Linked DNA regions of Mus musculus: region 1 is linked to region 2. The links are chromatin contacts, called in public promoter capture Hi-C maps. All regions are on one chromosome and are shown on one strand. Each heading gives the region's core, a stretch centred on a gene start, on an enhancer-like site or on the middle of the called end of the contact. The rest is flanking DNA. Distances are from core to core; before and after follow the strand shown. Region 1 holds the start of Lamb2 (laminin, beta 2). Region 2 holds the start of Traip (TRAF-interacting protein).

Evidence for each region. Promoter capture Hi-C pulls out the DNA fragments that hold promoters and counts their contacts.
Region 1: a contact with region 2 is called in a promoter capture Hi-C map of liver. The contact joins the promoter of Lamb2 here to the promoter of Traip in region 2. A contact is called at or near these places in 3 of 39 promoter capture datasets (the SN4741 cell line, cranial neural crest and liver), 2 of 115 datasets of contacts at active chromatin or transcription factors (bone marrow-derived macrophages and double positive thymocytes) and 1 of 9 other capture datasets (pancreatic islet).

Annotation. Positions count from the first base shown.
Region 1 is chr9:108,478,374-108,482,034 of GRCm38.p6, forward strand. Lamb2 (laminin, beta 2) reads left to right here and starts at 1,489. Exons shown (of 33, transcript NM_008483.3): 1 at 1,489-1,601; 2 at 1,685-1,770; 3 at 1,905-2,077; 4 at 2,165-2,300; 5 at 2,383-2,456; 6 at 2,861-3,049; 7 at 3,131-3,194; 8 at 3,435-3,637. The coding sequence starts at 1,686.
Region 2 is chr9:107,948,479-107,952,494 of GRCm38.p6, forward strand. It overlaps Traip (TRAF-interacting protein), which reads left to right and starts at 2,485. Exons shown (of 15, transcript NM_011634.3): 1 at 2,485-2,694. The coding sequence starts at 2,597. It overlaps Camkv (CaM kinase-like vesicle-associated), which reads left to right. Exons shown (of 11, transcript NM_145621.2): 11 at 1-1,213.

The DNA.
Region 1 (3,661 bases), core at 239-2,738, 530 kb after region 2:
ACAGCTGGGCATGGTGGCGCACGCCTTTAATCCCAACACTGGGGAGGCAGAGGCAGGCAGATTTCTGAGTTCAAGGCCAGCCTGGTCTACAAAGTGAGTTCCAGGACAGCCAGGGCTATACAAAGAAACCCTGTCTCGAAATAAATAAATAAATAAATAAATAAATAACCCTGTCTCTAAATAAATAAATAAATAAATATGACTCTATGATGTCCCTCATTGGCCGTCTAACCTTGAGACTAGAACTATCATGTAACTCCCTCTAATGCCCTTAGCCCCATCCTGCCCCTTTATCGAGTGATCTAAAATTCTGACCTATCACCTCTAGCATACCAGAGCTTCCCTAGATTGCTCACAGGACTCCTCTAGGTGACAGGAGAGTCTACTCTAGTGACAGGGAAAATCAGCGGATTGACTGCCCCGCCCCCATCCTCCTTTGTGAGGCGGAAAGTTTCCTCTGAACTTTCAGCTTTCCCACAGGCGCCTGCAGCTTCCAGTAATCTTTGCTTGATCTCCAGCAGTCTGTTCATAGCGGTGGCACTCAAAGCAAGCCGTACGGACCTGAACCCACCCTCTTCCCGCCTGAAGTCCCAGGGGTCTGGGTGGGGCGCGCGCCTAGTGGGTGCGCGCATTCCAACCCTCCGCTCCCGGGCTGCCAGGCGACTGGAAAGTCCGGCGTGGATAAATAGTCACAAGATTCGGATTCACTTGTTGCTGGTGGTCCAGAGTCTGTCACCCAGAACCCATCCTCTGGGTAACTGAGTAGCCACAGCCCATTTTAATCAGGAAACAGGCAACCTTTCTCGCAACCCATTTGCTGGAGTGCTTATGGACGGTCGAGTTCCTCGGAGTTCTGTTTCAGGCAGTAGTGCGTGGCCTTTCCAGTATCTCCGAGAGCTCAGTCCTAGTCTATCCTTTGGGGCGTCCTAAACCTTTCCACAGGTACAATAGAATTCTAGCTTGCACCTTTCCCATCCATCTCCCGACTGATGCTGTAACCCTGGGAGCCCCGCGGCTGATTTGTGGTTTCCATAGTGACACCAGGACAAAGGCCATAAGCTCCTTCCATCTGCCTTCCTGATACACAAAGATCACAAACCTCTCGATTTACCTCTGCCACCCGCCAACTCCACGAGCCCTCTTCCTGTCCCCTGAATGCCATGCTTGCCAGCAACCCCTGGTTCACATCGGGACTTAAGGGATCCGATGAAGATATGTGGACCAGGATGCTCTGTCTTTGAGCAGCCTACTCTAATTTCTTTTTGGATGCTCCCTTTTAGTTCCTCGAACTAAGCTGCTTCTTTGCTAAGTACACATCTGCTAAATAAACTTCAGCTTAAAAAGAAAGTGGATGAAGTAACCAAAGTCTGGTTCTTAGGATGAGGGTTGTCTGCAGCGGGCAGGGGTATGGTAGGGGGTGGGGTGCTATCCTCAGTTATAATCCTATTTTAGATCCACTCCGTGTTTTACTTCCTTCCCTTGCTTTCCAACTTTACTCAAAGTCGTCAGAGTCTCTCAGATTGTGGAGGAGTGACTGCTAGGTCCGACCCTGGACAGATTGAGGGCCTGGAGGGACACCAGCCCAGTACCCACACGGTCGGGTCAGCATCAGCCCCAAGGGAGGTGGTGGGCTTTCGTCTGTGGACTCTTTATCTCTCTTTATCTCTATTTTACTTTTCTTCAGGATGGAGTGGGCCTCAGGAGAACCAGGGAGGGGCAGGCAGGGACAGCCTTTGCCATGGGAACTTCGCTTGGGCCTACTTCTAAGTGGTGAGGGGGCCTGGTGAGGCCTAAGGTTGTGGGATGTGATGGTAGGTCCAGGGGTGGCAGGCTGTTCCCAGGGGCCCAAGGGATGGGGCTAGTCACCAGGAGTCCTGCTGAGCTGATTGACCCACTGTCCTCAGTGCTGGCTGCCACATTGGCCCAGGCCCCGTCCTTGGATGTACCTGGCTGTTCTCGAGGAAGCTGCTATCCAGCCACCGGTGACCTGTTGGTGGGCCGTGCGGACAGACTGACGGCCTCATCCACGTGTGGCTTGCATAGCCCTCAACCCTACTGTATTGTCAGTCACCTGCAGGTGCTTCTGGGGCCCCAGAGGAGAGGGCTGGGTCAGGGTGGGGTCGGCCCCAGCTAAGGTACCTATCCTACACTCCACCCAATCCAGGACGAAAAGAAGTGTTTCCTGTGTGACTCCCGACGTCCCTTCTCTGCTCGAGACAACCCAAATAGTCATCGGATCCAGAATGTAGTCACCAGCTTTGCGCCACAACGCCGGACAGCCTGGTGGCAATCGGAGAACGGTGAGCCCCTGAGTAGGTCATCAGGATGACTAGGGCTTGTAACCAGTAACCGCAGAACCTTGACCCCCTATTCCTGCTGCAGGGGTTCCAATGGTCACCATCCAACTGGACCTGGAAGCTGAGTTTCATTTCACCCACCTCATTATGACGTTCAAGGTGCCTGCGCGTCAGCGAACCCGCCTGATTTTGCTTTGCTTCTCAGTACCCCCTAACAGAGTCCTAGCTCTACAACGAAGCTTCCCTGAGCTCCTGTGTTGTGCTCTATGTGTGAAGCATGGTCACGTCCTGCATGGCTTCCATAGTTGAACACCTCTGCACATGCTCTCTTGTGCCCCATTCCTAGGCTAAGTCAGATACAGTCTCTCTGGGTCTCGTGGTATTTTAACCTGCCTGTCAGAGGTGGCTGTCCTCCCTGGTCTGATCATGGTCTGGCTTTCCTAGTCTTTCCCATGTGTCTGAGATGCTCAGCAGTGATCATGACTAAGCAGAGCTCTCCGTAACCTAGGCTGGACTGAAGTCCTGGTTCCTGCTAGTCAGACATGTCCTCCTTCCCCATCCAGACGTTCCGGCCTGCTGCTATGCTGGTGGAGCGTTCTGCAGACTTTGGCCGCACCTGGCACGTGTACCGATATTTTTCCTATGACTGCGGGGCTGACTTCCCGGGAATCCCACTGGCCCCGCCACGTCGCTGGGATGATGTAGTGTGTGAGTCCCGCTACTCAGAAATCGAGCCGTCTACGGAAGGCGAGGTAAGGGCTGGGACCCAGCTAGTGGGGTCTGTGATGGACGTGAAGCGAGGTTCATTATCTGTGGACTTCTTGCCCTGCTAGGTCATCTATCGTGTGCTGGACCCTGCTATTCCTATCCCAGACCCCTACAGCTCACGGATTCAGAGTGAGTGTTCTACTATGGAGATTGGCACAGTCTCAGTGTCCGGATGGGGACTATTTGGGGCCTCAGTAACTATTTTAGGTGCTTCCTAGGGCAAATGCCAAGCCCAGTTTAGCTCTGGGAGCAATAGAAAAGAGGTCTCCCAAGGTGACCTTGGCAGCTGCAACCAATGGTGGCACTGGTGGGGACGAGGCAACAAGGGGCCACCTGCTTAGTTGGACGAGACCCTCTTCCCTTTCTTAGACCTGTTGAAGATCACCAACCTACGAGTGAACTTAACCCGGCTTCACACACTGGGAGACAACTTGCTTGACCCACGGAGGGAGATCCGGGAAAAATACTATTATGCTCTCTATGAACTTGTCATCCGTGGCAACTGCTTCTGCTATGGCCACGCCTCACAGTGTGCGCCTGCACCAGGGGCGCCGGCCCATGCTGAGGGCATGGTAAGGTACTTCGGATGACTGGAA
Region 2 (4,016 bases), core at 1,235-3,734:
GGGGCCATGGGAGAGCAGTCTTGTCTCCTGTGTGGATGTATGTGAGTGGCGGGCAGGCCAGAGGCAGGGCCAGCCCCAGCCCCTGCATGGATTCCTTGTGGCTTTCTGTCTTTCGCTAGCTTCACCAGTTTCTGTTCCTTGTGGGATGCTGCTCTAGGGATACTCAGGGGGTCCTTGCTCTCCTTCCCTCCCTGCCTCATCACTCCCCCAGGCAGGCCCTGCAAACCTCATCCTTTCCCAGGCCCTAAATGGGTGGCCTTGCCCTGAGAGCTGGTCCTCCAGCGAGGCCCTGTCAGCAGTGTTAGGCTCCTGCACGGGAAGGTGTGTACCTGTGGTGTTTGGGCTGCTCTAGGAGTGTGCAAGAGAGGATGCAGAAAACCTAGGGCAGTGTGCTTTAAGTCAAGTCTGGTCACGTGGTAGGGAGCAGGCATTGCATGTTAGCTGTGGGGATCCTCAGAAGTGGGAGAGAGAATGGGTAGAAGCTTCCATCTTTTTTCCCTGGGTGGGGGTGGCGATCTTCCCTCTTGAAGATCCTTGTGTTATTTCATAGCCTCCTGAGTCCTGTAGCGGGTTGCTCTGTATCCCGATTCTTAGGAGACTCTAAAGGAAGAGAGAAACATGTCGGACACAGCAGCGACGCCTAGGAGAACAGAGTACAGTGCCCCAGCCTATCTGGCTCCTTCCTGTGAGCTGGATAGGGAGGGCTGGTGTCCCCCCATCCCCCCATCGTCTTCCTAGATGCCATTACCAAGAAAGAGACCTTTGCCATAGCCACCTCATGCAGGCTCAGGCAGTAAATCCTATTCCTCCCAGGGAGGCGTGGCAGCACCTCATAGGCTGCGTTGGGAGCATGCTTTTCACAGCAGCAGATTTTCTGCTCTTAGTGCAGCGATATGGGGAGGCTTTTCCTCTTTGTCTACCATCAGAGGCTGAGGTATTGCTCAGCCATGTGAAGTAGCTCTGGCTGGGATGAGGAAGTAGACTACAGTTCCCCAGCTCCCTGAGGGATGCTCTCAGCAGGTGCCCTTGGTCAGACCCTACCACAGCCTGAACAGGCAGCCACGCTGGTCCTTGCCCTTGCTCGGCACTCCATGGTGGTCCTGCCCTTCTCCCTGCATGCCTGTGGGTCTGCTCTGGTATGTGAAGGTTGGTGGGCTAACTGTGTGCCTACTGAACCTGGCAAATAAACGTCACCCTGCAAAGCCTCTGGCCACCCTCTTGCCTTTGCTTCCTCTGTCCTCTTGGGGAGGAGCCTATGGAAGGCAGTGCGGGAGGGACGAGGCTGTGGGACGATCAGTTTTTGGGTAGCGGTTGATGCTTAGTGTGTTGCTTGGAGTGAGAGTGGAGGTCACCTTCTCCAGTGTCTACCTGGATGATGTTGATGGGACTCCTCTGGACGCTAAAAATCCCACGAGAGTGGTGTGTTTCAGCTAAAAACTATCCCGAGCTGAGCGCCGAAGGGCTGACGCTTTTCCGATTCTTGTTGACAAAGAGCCTTTGTCTTAACTTGGACTTAGAGGTGGAATCTACTCAGGGCCAACCACTATAGGAAGTGACCTTGCGCGTGGGCACAGTGGGGAGAGGGTGGGATTGCACAACAGTTCTGTGCTTCTTGATGCCTACTTCCTGTGAATACCTGTGCTTTCCACTTAGACCAAAAAGATTTCATTCTGTCTTCCCCGGCTGGAGCAGACCTACTTTATAAAGTTATGTATGCTTCTTCTGAGGGAGTAATACTGCTAACGATACCGTAAAAATCGCTAAGGAGCCTCGCTTCAACTCAAGATGGCCTTTCTCAGGGAGGACCTTAAATTATCTGATGTGGGAATAATAAAGAGGGTTTGTTATTTCCTGGTCTTTGAAGCATCTGTACCTCCAAAATCACCATCCTACAGTCTCAGGTATGAGGCATTCTGGGAGGAAAGGGCTAAATTACTAGCTCCAGTGTCTACCTAATCTCAAAGGTTATTAGGTCATATTTGAATAAAGCCAGGACTAGTGTAGTGGTTCGAAGGGCTAGGACTTAATGTGTCCACCTTTCCAAGATGATCCATAGTAGAAGGTTTAGAAAGTGGGGAGCCCTCTTTCTGTTTGGGAACTGTGGGCTGCCAGCGTATGGCCTATTACTTTCCATAGCCATGGTACCATCATCCCCTTTTCTTGGCATTCCAGTCTATTTGACTGCCCTGAAGTGCAGCAAGAAGGGGTCTGGTTCACTTCGCACCGGCTCTAGCTTGAGACAATACCCGGCTTAGCAGGGATAGGGGTCAGACTGTAGTTTCACTGTTTTACGCCACAGGGGATCGCAGGGTTTTGCGGTAGAAACAGGGACCCACTCCCAGGAGACCCGAAGGAGCTAAATCCCAGGATTCCGCACGGCTGGCGGGCTGCTTATCACAGCCCTCCAGCGCCCCGCCCCGAAGTTTGTCCAATCAGAGGGAAGCACTCAGGCGTGGGTTTGTTATTCCTTCCGGTTCACTACCGGAAGTCGTGCGGTGGAGCGAAATTTGAAGGAACCGGAGCGGTGGCCGGTTCGGCCACCAAACTGTGTCTGTCGCTGGCAGCTGGTTCCCTGGGCTGCTTGAGTCGAGCCATCATGCCTATCCGCGCTCTGTGCACTATCTGCTCCGACTTCTTCGATCACTCCCGTGACGTGGCTGCCATCCACTGTGGCCACACTTTTCATCTGCAATGGTGAGTGACGGCGGTGTAGGGCCCCGTGCGTGTCCTAGAACCACTTAGACGCTATGGGGGTGTCGGGCCTAGAGACAATCCCTCCTCCGAACTAAGACAAGTGACGACGACATTAGAGGAGCCTCACGGAAGCTTTCCAACCTGGGCCGAAGTGGGCCAGGTGGAAGTGATACCGGTAGCCCACGGTGAAAGAGTGCTTCTTTATTGCGCTAAGAAATGACTTCAAAACTATTAGTTTGAGCGAAGATGAGCTTTTACTGCACTAACGAGCTATTGTATTTTATTTGAGAGTCAAGAGACAGACCAACAGCCGGGCGGTGGTGGCGCAAGCCTTTAATCCCAGCACTTGGGAGGCAGAGGCAGGCGGATTTCTGAGTTCGAGGCCAGCCTGGTCTACAGAGTGAATTCCAGGACAGCCAGGGCTATACAGAGAAACCCTGTCTCGCAAAACAAAACAAAAAAAGAAACAGACCAATTTATGCTGATAGGTTTCTGGCAATCTTTAAGGGTCTGTCGTTTGCTGGAATGCTTTGGATTGTTTCTATCCAGAAACACCTCGTTGATCAGACACTCCAGTACACCTGGCTTAACTTGGAATGGCAAGGAAGTGTGTTCCTGTCGTCGAGGGGTCCTGATGTTCAGTTGTCTTGTGGGTGACGAAAGAGTCCCTTTGCAACTGAGCAGGCTGATCCAAAGCTCCCAACCAAAGAGAAAATAAGGTAGAAGAGAGGTCTCCTTTGGGAGACTGGGAGGTTTTTGAGGGGCAATAGGGCCCACAAAGCAGGAAGTGGTGTGAACACTTCTGGGTGTCTCCCATTTGCAAAGCTTTGTTTAAAACCGACCTTAGAGTCTGTTGTGTTGCATATCCCAGTACAGGCTGGGGAGGAGGGACAGTGTGGAGACTGAATGATTGGGAGTTTTAAGGTTAGTCTCAGCTACATAAGTAAGGCAAAAGTCAGCCTGAATTTTCCCAGACCTTGTGTCAAAAAGACAAACAAACAAAACCACATAATACAGTGTTGTGTGGCCTGAGCTCCATTCCTAAGGAGCCATTGTGTAGTTAGGTTAGAAGTAACCCCGCCACTAAAGCTACTTTGTATCACCTGCTCTCTCCCTAAGCTTTCACCTTGGACTTTCCTGTGTAATTATGTTTTAGGTCTGTTTCTTGAAATCATATTTGGCTTTAAAAATTTGGTACTAAACTGAACCTTTTTAAGCCTTAAGTGTGAGCTTACTGATGAAATTTGTCATATTCAGTATTTTCTATCTTGTTCCACCTGTTGGATTTTGTGGGGGTTTTCTTGTCTTTTTGTTTGCTGTTT